Regions from separate parts of the Mus musculus genome. Here regions 2 and 3 are each linked to region 1. Evidence: chromatin contacts called from public HiChIP or PLAC-seq and promoter capture Hi-C data. All regions are on one chromosome and are shown on one strand. Each heading gives the region's core, a stretch centred on a gene start, on an enhancer-like site or on the middle of the called end of the contact. The rest is flanking DNA. Distances are from core to core; before and after follow the strand shown. Region 1 holds the start of Cdk18 (cyclin-dependent kinase 18). Region 2 has its middle 13 kb from the start of Gm29630. Region 3 holds the start of Mfsd4a (major facilitator superfamily domain containing 4A).

What was found. HiChIP or PLAC-seq counts read pairs in DNA pulled down with a chosen protein or histone mark. Capture Hi-C pulls out chosen DNA fragments and counts their contacts.
Region 2: an H3K27ac HiChIP or PLAC-seq map of embryonic stem cells shows a contact between it and region 1, with 11 read pairs. The contact joins the enhancer-like site here to the promoter of Cdk18 in region 1. A contact is called at or near these places in 1 of 15 datasets of contacts at CTCF or cohesin (the NIH/3T3 cell line), 2 of 484 Hi-C or Micro-C datasets (both in embryonic stem cells), 7 of 115 datasets of contacts at active chromatin or transcription factors (embryonic basal ganglia, embryonic stem cells, oligodendrocyte precursor cells and 1 more) and 3 of 9 other capture datasets (adipose tissue, liver and pancreatic islet).
Region 3: a contact with region 1 is called in a promoter capture Hi-C map of pancreatic islet. The contact joins the promoter of Mfsd4a here to the promoter of Cdk18 in region 1. A contact is called at or near these places in 13 of 39 promoter capture datasets (the 3T3-L1 cell line, cranial neural crest, embryonic stem cells and 9 more), 1 of 15 datasets of contacts at CTCF or cohesin (embryonic stem cells), 5 of 484 Hi-C or Micro-C datasets (liver, myocytes, nephron progenitors and 2 more), 5 of 115 datasets of contacts at active chromatin or transcription factors (embryonic stem cells and pancreatic cancer cells) and 3 of 9 other capture datasets (adipose tissue, embryonic stem cells and pancreatic islet).

The regions. Positions count from the first base shown.
Region 1 is chr1:132,138,151-132,141,580 of GRCm38.p6, forward strand. It overlaps Cdk18 (cyclin-dependent kinase 18), which reads right to left and starts at 1,535. Exons shown (of 16, transcript NM_008795.2): 1 at 1,260-1,535.
Region 2 is chr1:132,263,164-132,266,593 of GRCm38.p6, forward strand. No RefSeq gene overlaps it. Among named protein-coding and RNA genes, the nearest start is that of Gm29630, 13 kb to the right of the region's middle. Within about 2 kb of position 1,573, at least 76 of the 459 cell types and tissues checked have an H3K27ac peak or open chromatin away from gene starts, as enhancers often do. A contact at or near this core is called in the NIH/3T3 cell line and embryonic stem cells, where this site is marked.
Region 3 is chr1:132,066,402-132,069,831 of GRCm38.p6, forward strand. It overlaps Mfsd4a (major facilitator superfamily domain containing 4A), which reads right to left and starts at 1,661. Exons shown (of 10, transcript NM_001114662.1): 1 at 1,262-1,661. The coding sequence starts at 1,491.

The DNA.
Region 1 (3,430 bases), core at 285-2,784:
TTGGCTAGTGCATTAGTGATCATAACACTCATGAACTATCATAACATTATTATGACACCTTGCTTGGCACATTGCAGAGATTGGAGACAGGAGCTGGGGCAGAGGGAGCCTCCGATGCAGCCCAAGTCCACAGGCATAGCTGCCTGTTGGCCACACCCCAGAAGCTATCCCAGGCCCAAGGCATGACAAAGACATGCGTTCTTGAGACACAAGGATTTGGATCCCCACCTACCCCGCCTCACTGTGGGCTATGTGCCTCCATTGAATCTCACATCTGATAGGGTGGGGGCTTTGCGACCCACGGGGCCCAGGCCACACAACACAGCTGGGTAGGCTGGGGAAGATTGCTCAAGGCCGAGCTGGGATGACAAAGAGGGGCAGATGGCAGCAGCCAGAACTCAGAAGGTTCTGAGGACTGCCCCTATCCCACAATTCTACCCCTGCTCCTGGGAAAGCTTAAGAGAAATATATGAGGCCGCTGGAGCCTAGAGGGGTGCTGACCCCTCAGTACAGGGAAAACAACCCCAAGGCCATCAGGGGCCTGTCCCCCAACCGCGTGGAACAGAGCCTCTGACCCACCCCATTTTCAGAGTCCTGTTTGTGACCTCCAAACAGAGCAGTCAAGCCATGCGTTTGAAGAGCGAGCCACCCACCCTCCTTTCCCACACGCTATCAACCGCTGTCCACAGGAGGGGAGGATCATTGCTTCTCTGGACTTAGCCCAAGAGAAGAGACACGTTCCCTAGCGACTCTCCTCACCACGCAGCCAGCGCTCGGGGCTTCACCTGTCCTCAGTTTTCCCCAGGTCTCTGGCCTACCACCCATGGCCTGTGGGGCTGGAAAGTTCACGAAAGCCCAGAAAGCTCTTCGAGGTGGCAATCTGGCCCTACACTCTCCTGAATCCCTTCGTTATCGGGACTCCTGACCCTTGTCCTTCCCATAAGGAAAGCACTTAGCGTCTGGCTTGTGCCTGGGAGGGGAACTTTTGCGTTTGTAGGGTTCCGACGGAGGTCAGGGCCAAAGGGAGTCCGGGATCCAGAGTCCCCGCGGGGCACGCGTTCTGCCTCAGCACCTGGAACTTGGGAGTGGCTTTCCCAGGGCATCCTTCACCCCACACACACACCAAAAAAATAAATAAATAATAAAAAAATAAAACGCAAGCGCGCCTGCCGAGCGCCCATCGCCTATGGCAGCTGGGGAATTCTGCCCAAATCTCCAGCGCAAAGGCAGTCGGCCCCTTTAAGGACCGCCCGGCTTACCTTTGCTCAGCTTGCCCGGCGCGGTGCCCCTCTCTGGCCGCCGCGGCGGACTCTGCGCGTGTCCCGGTCGTGGCGAGCCGGCTCCCGCCCTCCGCGGCCGCGCTGCCAGGCTTAGGTGCCCTGCCCCGCGCCCCGCCGGGGTCCCTACTCGGGACCCTGGCTCTTCCTGGCCCTGGAAAGGTGAGCGGTTTTCCCCCCAAAGAAGCTGTAACCTGAGCTGCGGGAGAAGGGAGAAGGGAGGGGTGCAGGAAGGTGGGTAAGAGGAGGAGGAAGGCAAAAGCCGGGCCCCAGCCAGAGTTTTTCACGTGTACAAGTTGACTCCGCCTTTGTCCGGACCGGCCCTGCCCACAGTCACTGCCAATCCCTTGCTCTCCCTCTGTCCCAGGGCCACCCCTTTCTCCCACTCTGGGAACTAAGGCCTGTGCTTCTTCCTGTTCCCCTCATAAGCTGGCCCTAAACTAAGTACAGGGTGAGGCCCTTTAGCCTGGACCACACCGGACAGGTCTCTGTCTCTACCCAACCTGCTGAGTGCCAATTTCGGGGGGTGGGGGGAGGGTAGTGGGGGCAGCGCCTAGCACCTAAGAGCTAATGTGCGATCTCAGGGCACAGGGCCTCGCCTATTCTCCTCTCTTTTATGGAGTGTGAAATTGTCACTTACCTGATAATATCTCCCTGATCCCTTCCCCCATCTCTGCCTCTCCATGGCCTGGAGGAAGAGTTCCTTCCCACATAGCATCCCTCTTCCACTATGAAGAGGAACAACTCTGTCCTTTTTGGCCAAGTGAATCAACTAAGAAGCTTTGCAGATAGGCAATGCTAAGTCAGGTCTCGGTTTACACAAGGGGAAACTAAGTCTCAGAAAGGAGACTGAAGAAGCCCAAAGTCCTACAAGGCTTAGAACCCAGGTCAAACATCATTCTCCCACACTGTCTAACGTCAGGGGTCAAAAACCACCACCAGGGGCGCTGGAGAGATGGTTAAGCAGTCCTGAGCAGTTACTGCTCTTGCAGAGGACCCCGGTTCCGTTTCCAGCACCCGCATGACTGCTCACAACTGTCTATAGCTCCAGTTCTAGGGAATCTGACACCTTCTGATCCATGGTGCCAAGAACATATGTGTTAGATACACACAGCTGTGGGCGAAATTCGCGCGTGCACACAAGCTAAATATAAATAAACCTTTTGTTTGTTTAAAGCACGCCACAAAAACGCTGGGGTGGGCTGAGGGTCAGCCTTCTTATGCTGGGGCCTTTTTATCCTTGCTTCCGGTGCTCTGCCGGGACTACATCAAAGAGGTCCTTGCCCTCTGTTCTTTTAGCAGATATGGCACATAGCTTCTGCAATCTGGGTGCCCTTGAGAAGGCTGCTTTGAGGAGAATGTGGTGTTGGAAAGAGGACAGTTTTCTTCTAAAAGACAGAGTCCTGAGGTCACAGCCACATGAGAGTGACTTATGGGTGGCTGACATCCCACAAGGGCCTACCAGCTCTTTGCTACCTTCCCTACCAGGGCATGGAGATTTTTCTGGGAATGAGTGTTTTATGCAGCTGTGGCTGCTACAAGCTGAAGGGCTGCAAAGAGTGCCTACAGCCAAGCCTCTGGATTTGGGACAGAGGATACCTGTCCTGTTCCATGAGTAACTAGGAAAACCTAGGCTTAGGCGTGGTGGGGAGGGCCTGCACTCAGGAGGAAGAGGCAGGAGGATCACTATAAGTTCAAGATCAGCCTGGTTTCCCCAATGAATTCTAGGCCAGCCACGGAGTGAGACATGCTCTCTAGAAGAGGAGGAGGAAAAGAAAGGGGGAGGGGGAGGAGAAGGAGGGAGGAGGAGGAGGAAGACAATGACAAAGACAGGGAGCAGGGAGGCTATGTCAATGCCAGGGAAGGTTGGAGGGCTGGACTATGCCTAAGTATTTAGAGGATTAGAGAAGATGGGGCCAAAGGGTAGAATTTCAGAGAGCCAGGGGGTAAGGTCAAAAGGTCTCAATAAACAGTTTCTGAACATCTTCTGCATGTCAAGCAGTAATCAGGTTTCTGAGCCCAGAGGATAAATAACACCCTGGACCCTCCCCTCCAGGAGTTTGTACGGAAGGGAAGCAAATGAGAAAGACGCTTAAGTCTGCTTTCCATTGCTATAACAAGCACCTGAGGTAACCAGCTTATAAAGAGAATGT
Region 2 (3,430 bases), core at 323-2,822, 130 kb after region 1:
CAACTCACAGCAGGGTCTTTATTCTATTCGAGCTAGCTTGCTCCCCCAACCTCCAATGCACCACCATCACACAGGATGGTTTTGGTGGTGGGAGAGCCCCGAATGTCTATCAGGGCAAGGCTTTATAGTGAGCAGCAAGCAGGGAATACTTGTGCAAACATCTAATTGGAAAGCTCCTGTGGCCTTTAACATAATTGGCTGGTGCTGGGAGTCCTAACATAAACTTAACTTCTGCTCCCCTCTTCATTGGTGGTCATTAGGCAAGGGGTGGGCTTGTAACCTGGGGTGCAGGTTTGTTGGGGGGATAACCAAGAGACACTGGTCTTGTTGGGGATTAGCCTAGAGACTGGAGCTAGGCTCAGGTTTTGTTGGGGGGGGGGGGCGGCAACTTGGAAACTAGTGCTGGATACCAGCCTGTTAGTCTACCTGAGTTCAAACTTAGGTCAGGTTCTCTAAAATGGAGTCTGAATTTAAAAGCTTTGGCATCTCAATAGCAAGTTGCAAGGCAGTCATGGCTCCAGAGTGAGACCCTTATTTGAATAATAATAATAAAAAGCCAAATGAGAAGAATTGGTGAAGGGATTCGAATCACATGAGACAGACCCAGGACAAAAGGCCTCAGTCAGAGTGGGGTCTAGCTGATTATTATCAGAGTTAGTCAAGTGGGCCTTGGTGAAAGAAGGCAGTGGTAGATTCCATTCCAGTCACAGATGTTTCTCAGCCCTGTTGTTCCTGGAGGTGACTGCAGAACAGAAATACCCAGAGCGAAGAAGACAGCTGCAAAATGGCGACAGGGATACCGTTCCTTTCCAATAATAGGTCAACAGCAGGCCCAAGGGAGGAGTTGGCAAAGAACGGCCTGCAAATCCCTGCTTCTGAGCCAGATTGGTCAGAGCACAGGATGTATGGTATCTCCAGACCTCAGGAGAGGTCATATTTGGACGGAGCCCTCACCTGAGGGGTCTTTCCCTCTCTTCAGGAGGCAGTGTCAGAACTGAACTAGGGGACAATCAGCTGGTGTCTGCTGGGGAGTGTGGCATCAGAATTGCTCAGTATGTGAGGAGGAAACTCATTTATCAGGTGTCAGAAGAGGCACGGTTTGTGACAGTAGAAAAAGACACCTTGGGTTTTCCCATCTTCAATAGACGCTGAGAGGACTCGGGCTAGAGGGAGGTGGGGGATAAGTTTCTCAGGAGCGGAGTATGGTGAGACTGCTTCCCAAGGAGAGAACCTGTCTGTGCAGGACACCCAGAGATACAAATTCAACAACTAATTTGCAATCCTGTGCTCTTGTGATAAAGTGGCAAACAATACCAACAGCAGACACAGCTCCTGCTCTTTTTTTCCCCCCTTGGTTTTTGTTTTTTTTGAGACAGGGTTTCTCTGTATAGCTCTGGCTGTCCTGGAACTCACTTTGTAGACCAGGCTGGCCTCAAACTCAGAAATCCGCCTGCCTTTGCCTCCCAAGTGCTGGGATTAAAGGCATGCGCCACCACCCCCGGCTCACAGCTCCTGCTCTTAAGGAACACAGCCCGGTGCTGGGATGGAGAGGTCAAGAGTCAGTTACAGATGCTGAGTCATGTCCTTTGAAGATGGCACAGGCTGTCTGGAGATAGTTACCACAGACACTGGGTGTGGGAACTTCTTGAAAATGACGTCATGGTTAAGGCAAAGGATGAGTAAGAGTCGGTTCAAAGAATGGGGAGACCATGGGTGAGGTTATAAGAGAACTCAGCCTGGTGCAGCATTGCTATAGCCCTACCAGTGACACAATGGCGACTGAAGGATCAGAGGGTAGAGTGACAGAGTCCTAAGCAATATGGCTATCAGGAAAGATTCTGCTCTAGGAGTCTTAAAGGTCATTGTGGTCTACATCAGGGTAAATTGGAACTTGCCAAGGCATTAAAAAAAAACTTTCTAGAATCAACTGTACCAGGTAACACTCAGCAAGGCTCTGAGAACCCAAGAGCAGAGGCAGGAGGATTGCAGTGAACCCAAGGACATCCGGGGTTATGGTGCCTGTCTCTCTCGGGTTGTCTTCCTGTTAGTTTCTACTGCCACCCATGTAGCTTGAGAAAGGAGGCTTCTAAAAAGGGGCAATCCCAGGAGCTGTAGCTGAAAGTCTGAGGGATTTGGGGAGCACGAGTCAGTTCTTAGAGTGTGGGGCTCTGACAGTTGCCAGGATCCAGGAGCTGCCCATTCAGCGTGTGTGAGAGGCAGCACTGTATGCAGAGAGGCCTCAAGGGATCCTACCCAGTGGCTGTGACGACTGCTGAACAGGCGGTAGTCAGATCCGGGGGATCCCAGAGCCAGCAGCAGCATTGTGGCAACTGAGTAGTATGTACAGGGAGGTGGACAGTGCATCCCTGTAACTCCTCAGCAGAGGGAACGCTAAGAATGGCTCTGTCTTGGATATTTACAAGGTGCCCATGTCTTTTACAGCCCTCCTTTTCAGGCTCTGTGTGATGGTTTGCATATGCTTGGCCCAGGGAGCAGCACTATTAGGAGGTGTGGCCTTGTGGAGTAGGTGTGGCCTTGTTGGAGTAGGTGTTGAAAGGAAATAAAACTCGAGACCTGTGATTTATGTAATGTATGTCAAATAGCCCAAAGAGTTGTTTGTGAGCTTTGAAACCTGGGGCTGAGAACATAGCAGAACAGACCAGGACATGCCCGGGCAAGCCCATCACCTCCCTATCTCCCACCCCTCTGACCTAAGTTAAATGTTACAGGCTCCTGATGTTTAAATGGACCAATCATGTGAAACCGCGCCAATTCCTCCCCCAGCCCCACTCCTTTTCTATAAAAACCCCTAGCTTCCAAGCCTCGTGGTCGAATCCACTGTCTCCCGTGTTAGATACATTTCCACCCGGAGCTCCGCCATTAAAATACCTCGTGTTGTTACATCAAGGTGTTGTGTTCTATTCGTGATTCTTGGGTGCAAGCCGAATCGGGAGCTGAGTGGGGGTTTCACCACTAGGTTCTTTCAGTGTGACCTTGTTAGAGTAGGTGTGTCACATTGGACATGGGCTTTAAGACCCTTGTCCTAGCTGCTTGGAAGCAAGTCTTCTCCTAGCTGCCTTTAGAACAAGAGGTGGAACTCTCAGCTTGTCCAGCCCCGTGTCTGCCTGGACACTGCCATGTTCTCACCTATCAGTCCATGATAATGGACTGAACTTCCGAACCTGTAAGCCAGCCCCAATTAAATATTTCCTTTATAAGAGTTGCCTTGGTCATGTTGTCTGTTCACAACAGTAAAACCCTAACTAAGACACTCTTTTTTTCCCTATTGATTGGACAAAATATGCAGGTATAGAGCATACTGATACCCTAGAATCTAGTTCTTCATCCCAGATGCCACCAGGCTAATGCAGAGAAGACCACTTTCTCCACTGCTGTCCTGTCTCCATGCTATAACAATACAAGCTACACT
Region 3 (3,430 bases), core at 411-2,910, 72 kb before region 1:
TTCAGAGATACCCCCTCCTCCTTTTCATGAATTTTCTAGCTGAACATATTTTCAGAATTCCTATATATCCGATTCTATCCCAGACCCACAAAGTGCTAATAGGCACAAGGAGACTTTCGTCTGAGAATTCTTGCATTTGCAAAAGGATGTAGGGGAAATGAAAATAGTCACTCTCCAATTGCTGAGGTGCAGCAGGCTCTGGATTGCTTAGACTGGGGTCCATTTTATACTGACACCTGTGTTGCATCGTCCCACAGCTGCACACCCTTTGGCCTAGAATGGCCTCTGCACAAGATCTTTTATTCTATCTATCTATCTATCTATCTATCTATCTATCTATCTATCTATCTAGTTTTGTAACAGACCTCCCAATTGTGGTTTTGCAGTCCAGATAATTGCTCCTTTAGGAAGTAGAACAAGGAAGACCACACAGCAGCCTCTGGTGTGCAAACCATTCATTCCTCAGCTCTAGGTCTCAGTTCTAGGTCTATTCCTGGCTGTACAGAGACTGAAGGCTGCTGACTTTCTAGAAATATCTTCAGAGGGGTTCCTACACCAGAAAAATGGGGCTCTGCACGGCACCCAAAAGGGTAATATTCTGAGTGCCAGGGATAGACCAGAGCTCTGTCCTGACAGAAGCCAGGGAGAAGTAACAAGGTGGAGGGATACATTAGGGGTATTCTGGGTACTAGAGATAGAGGATGGATGAGAGGCTCTACACTTCTCTACCTGGCCCAAGGGCTCAGCCTCCGCAGGCAAATGCTGCAGCCGAGTCCTGTCTCCCTTAGGAGATCCCAGGAGCCTCACCATCTTGGTAAAGGGATCAGCTGTATCAATTGATGTGGACCTATTATGAGTGGAATCACCAGTGGGTTCCTAGTCAAACCACAGGCCAGCCCTGTCACTGAGAACTGTCCCCTGAGCTGGCACCGCCAACTGTCTTCCCCTCAGTGCCAATTCCACCTCCGGCGCCGAGGCTACAAAATCTCAGAGGAACAGAGCAATAAGGGTCTTACGCATCTCTGTACATTCCATCACTCTTTGGCTGGTGGGCTCGGTGAGCGAGGGCGAAAGGGTTCTGAGCTCTCTCGGGACGAGTGAGACAAATACATAGCCCAGATGTCACCTTCAGTCCCGAGAGAGTTTTCCGGGAGAGCTTGTAGTGGGGGAGGGAGGCAGCCCCTGGGCTAAGATCCAGCCCAGCTGGGCAGGTGGTCACAGCTGCGGGGATGTGGAGGGGCGTGCGGGGCGCGACACTCACGTCCTCTTGAAGACACCCCCGAGGGCGCTGCCCAGCAGGAGGCAGAGCTGCTGCGAGAAGAAGACCCAGGAGATCTGGGGCAACGAGCTGTGCGTCTGGCAGCGCAGGTCCAGAAGCGTGGGCCCCAGGAAGGCGATGCACAGGCCGAAGCTGAAGAAGACGCTCCAGTAGGTGAGCGTGGGCTGTAGGTTGCGGCGGAGCAGCTCAGACACCCGGCCGTCGCAGCCCATGGCTCGGCCGGCAGCTCGCAGCGAGCCCAGGGCCGAGTGCCGCGGCCAACCGGAGGCCGGGCGGGGAGGAGAGGAGAGGAGGGGAGCGCCGCGCGGCTGCCCCGCCCTCGGCCAGCGCGGGGACGCCTGGAGGTCCGGGGCGTCGCGGACGCACGTGTCCCGCCGCCGGGACCGCCCCGCCTCGCTTCACGTTCCTGGGGGCCCCACGTTGGTTAATTCACCCGGGAGCGCGACCCGCCAGCTAGTGCTAAAGGCTCCTCGCGCCCTACACCGCGCAGCCTTTCAGCCTGGCGATCTGAATCCACATCACTTGGTCTTGGGGTGCTGCCGTTGGACTTCGAGGGTCTGCCAGCGCGGCTCTCTACCTCCCATGCCCTACTCTCTAAAAGCAGTCCTATCTGTACATGACTTTCTTGTGGCTTTCATTTGGAACCTCAAGGGGTCCGGTACACTGTCATTTGGAAAAACAAAAGCAAAAACACCAAACACTCCCAGAAACTTGGACATTCGTTTTACTGCTTTTAGGTGCTGGGATTGACCCCAAGGCCTATAACATGCTAGGCAAGTATCCCCAGTCCTAGAAATTTAGGTCTTCTCCATTCTATGCTTTGGGGTGCGGGGGTATCACCCTGCACCTGTTCCATCACAGGTGAGGAAGGCAGTAAGGCCAAGCTCTGTTTAGGGTTCTATTTCTCCTTCCCAATGCAGTGAGGGAGGGCAGGAACCCCAGGACTCGCAGAGGAATTCTGAGATGATCCTCCAGGCAGAGTTCTCTTCCCACTTGAAAATGCCTTGACAGGGTGGAGGGGTTGTTTACACTCCAAGACCCTGATACCGACCCGACACCCCCACAGCCCTGGACAGTGGTGTATGGTCCTGCTCCTGAGGGAGTTAGGATCCGGTGCCCACACCAGAACCTAGGAGCACAGCAGTTAAGGACCTTCAGTGTCTCCTTTGCCAAGTGTCTTAATAGTGCTGGAGGTTGTGACATCGTGCCCACAGAAGTGTTTGGCTGGGTGACCCCATGATACCTTGGCGTGAAGTGGAGATAATCAATTTCCTGAGCAGGGACACTACCTCAGAGTGCTACCCCATACCTGTCCTGGACTGTGCATCAGAGGAAGGCTCCAGTTTAAGAGTCCCTCTGGCTCATTTACTCCATGGGTGATGGCATAGACTAATTTAATGGCAGTAAAGGTGGGATTTATAGTACATGAAATAAGGTACAAAGTTATCACCTGAAAAAAATATAATCATTAGCCACTGCTGTGAAGTTCTAGAGGAACAGCAGCTCAGAGATGGGAAGGGTGACCTGGGGCTCAGACCCTTATCTCCTCCCAATTATCCCTGTGGTAGGTAGCTTGATAGCTTTCTTCTGTTGATGGAGACTTGCTTGCCGTTTACTTTTCATTTCTTAAAACATCGTTTTTAGATTTGTCTATTTTATGTATGCTTCACCTGTCCGTATTTATGTCTGTGCACCATGGGCATGCCTGGAGCCTATGGAGGTCAGAAGATGGGGTTAGATTGCCTGAAACTGGAATTACAAATATTCGTGAGCCACCATGTGGGTGCTGGGAATCGAATGTGTGTCCTCTGCAAGAGCAGCCAGTGCTTTTAACTGCTGAGCCATCTCCGCAGCTCCTGCTTGGCCCACTCCCATTGTGCATCAGCTGTGGGGAGGATGAGTCTTGCACTAAACTGAAATGTTCCTCCTTGTAACTGTTCCCCAGAGCTTCCCACTCGGCACCTGTTAGCTCCTCCCTCCGCCACATGATCTGCATGCAGGGACTTCACAATGCCATCTGGACACAGGGATTTTATGTCTCCAGGTAGAGTACCTGGAACCTTTGTGATTTTTCTAGATGATGCATACCAGCAACATCGCCCTACTGTCTGGCTTCTCGGCCACAATGGCGATGAGCCTGGTAACAGTGAT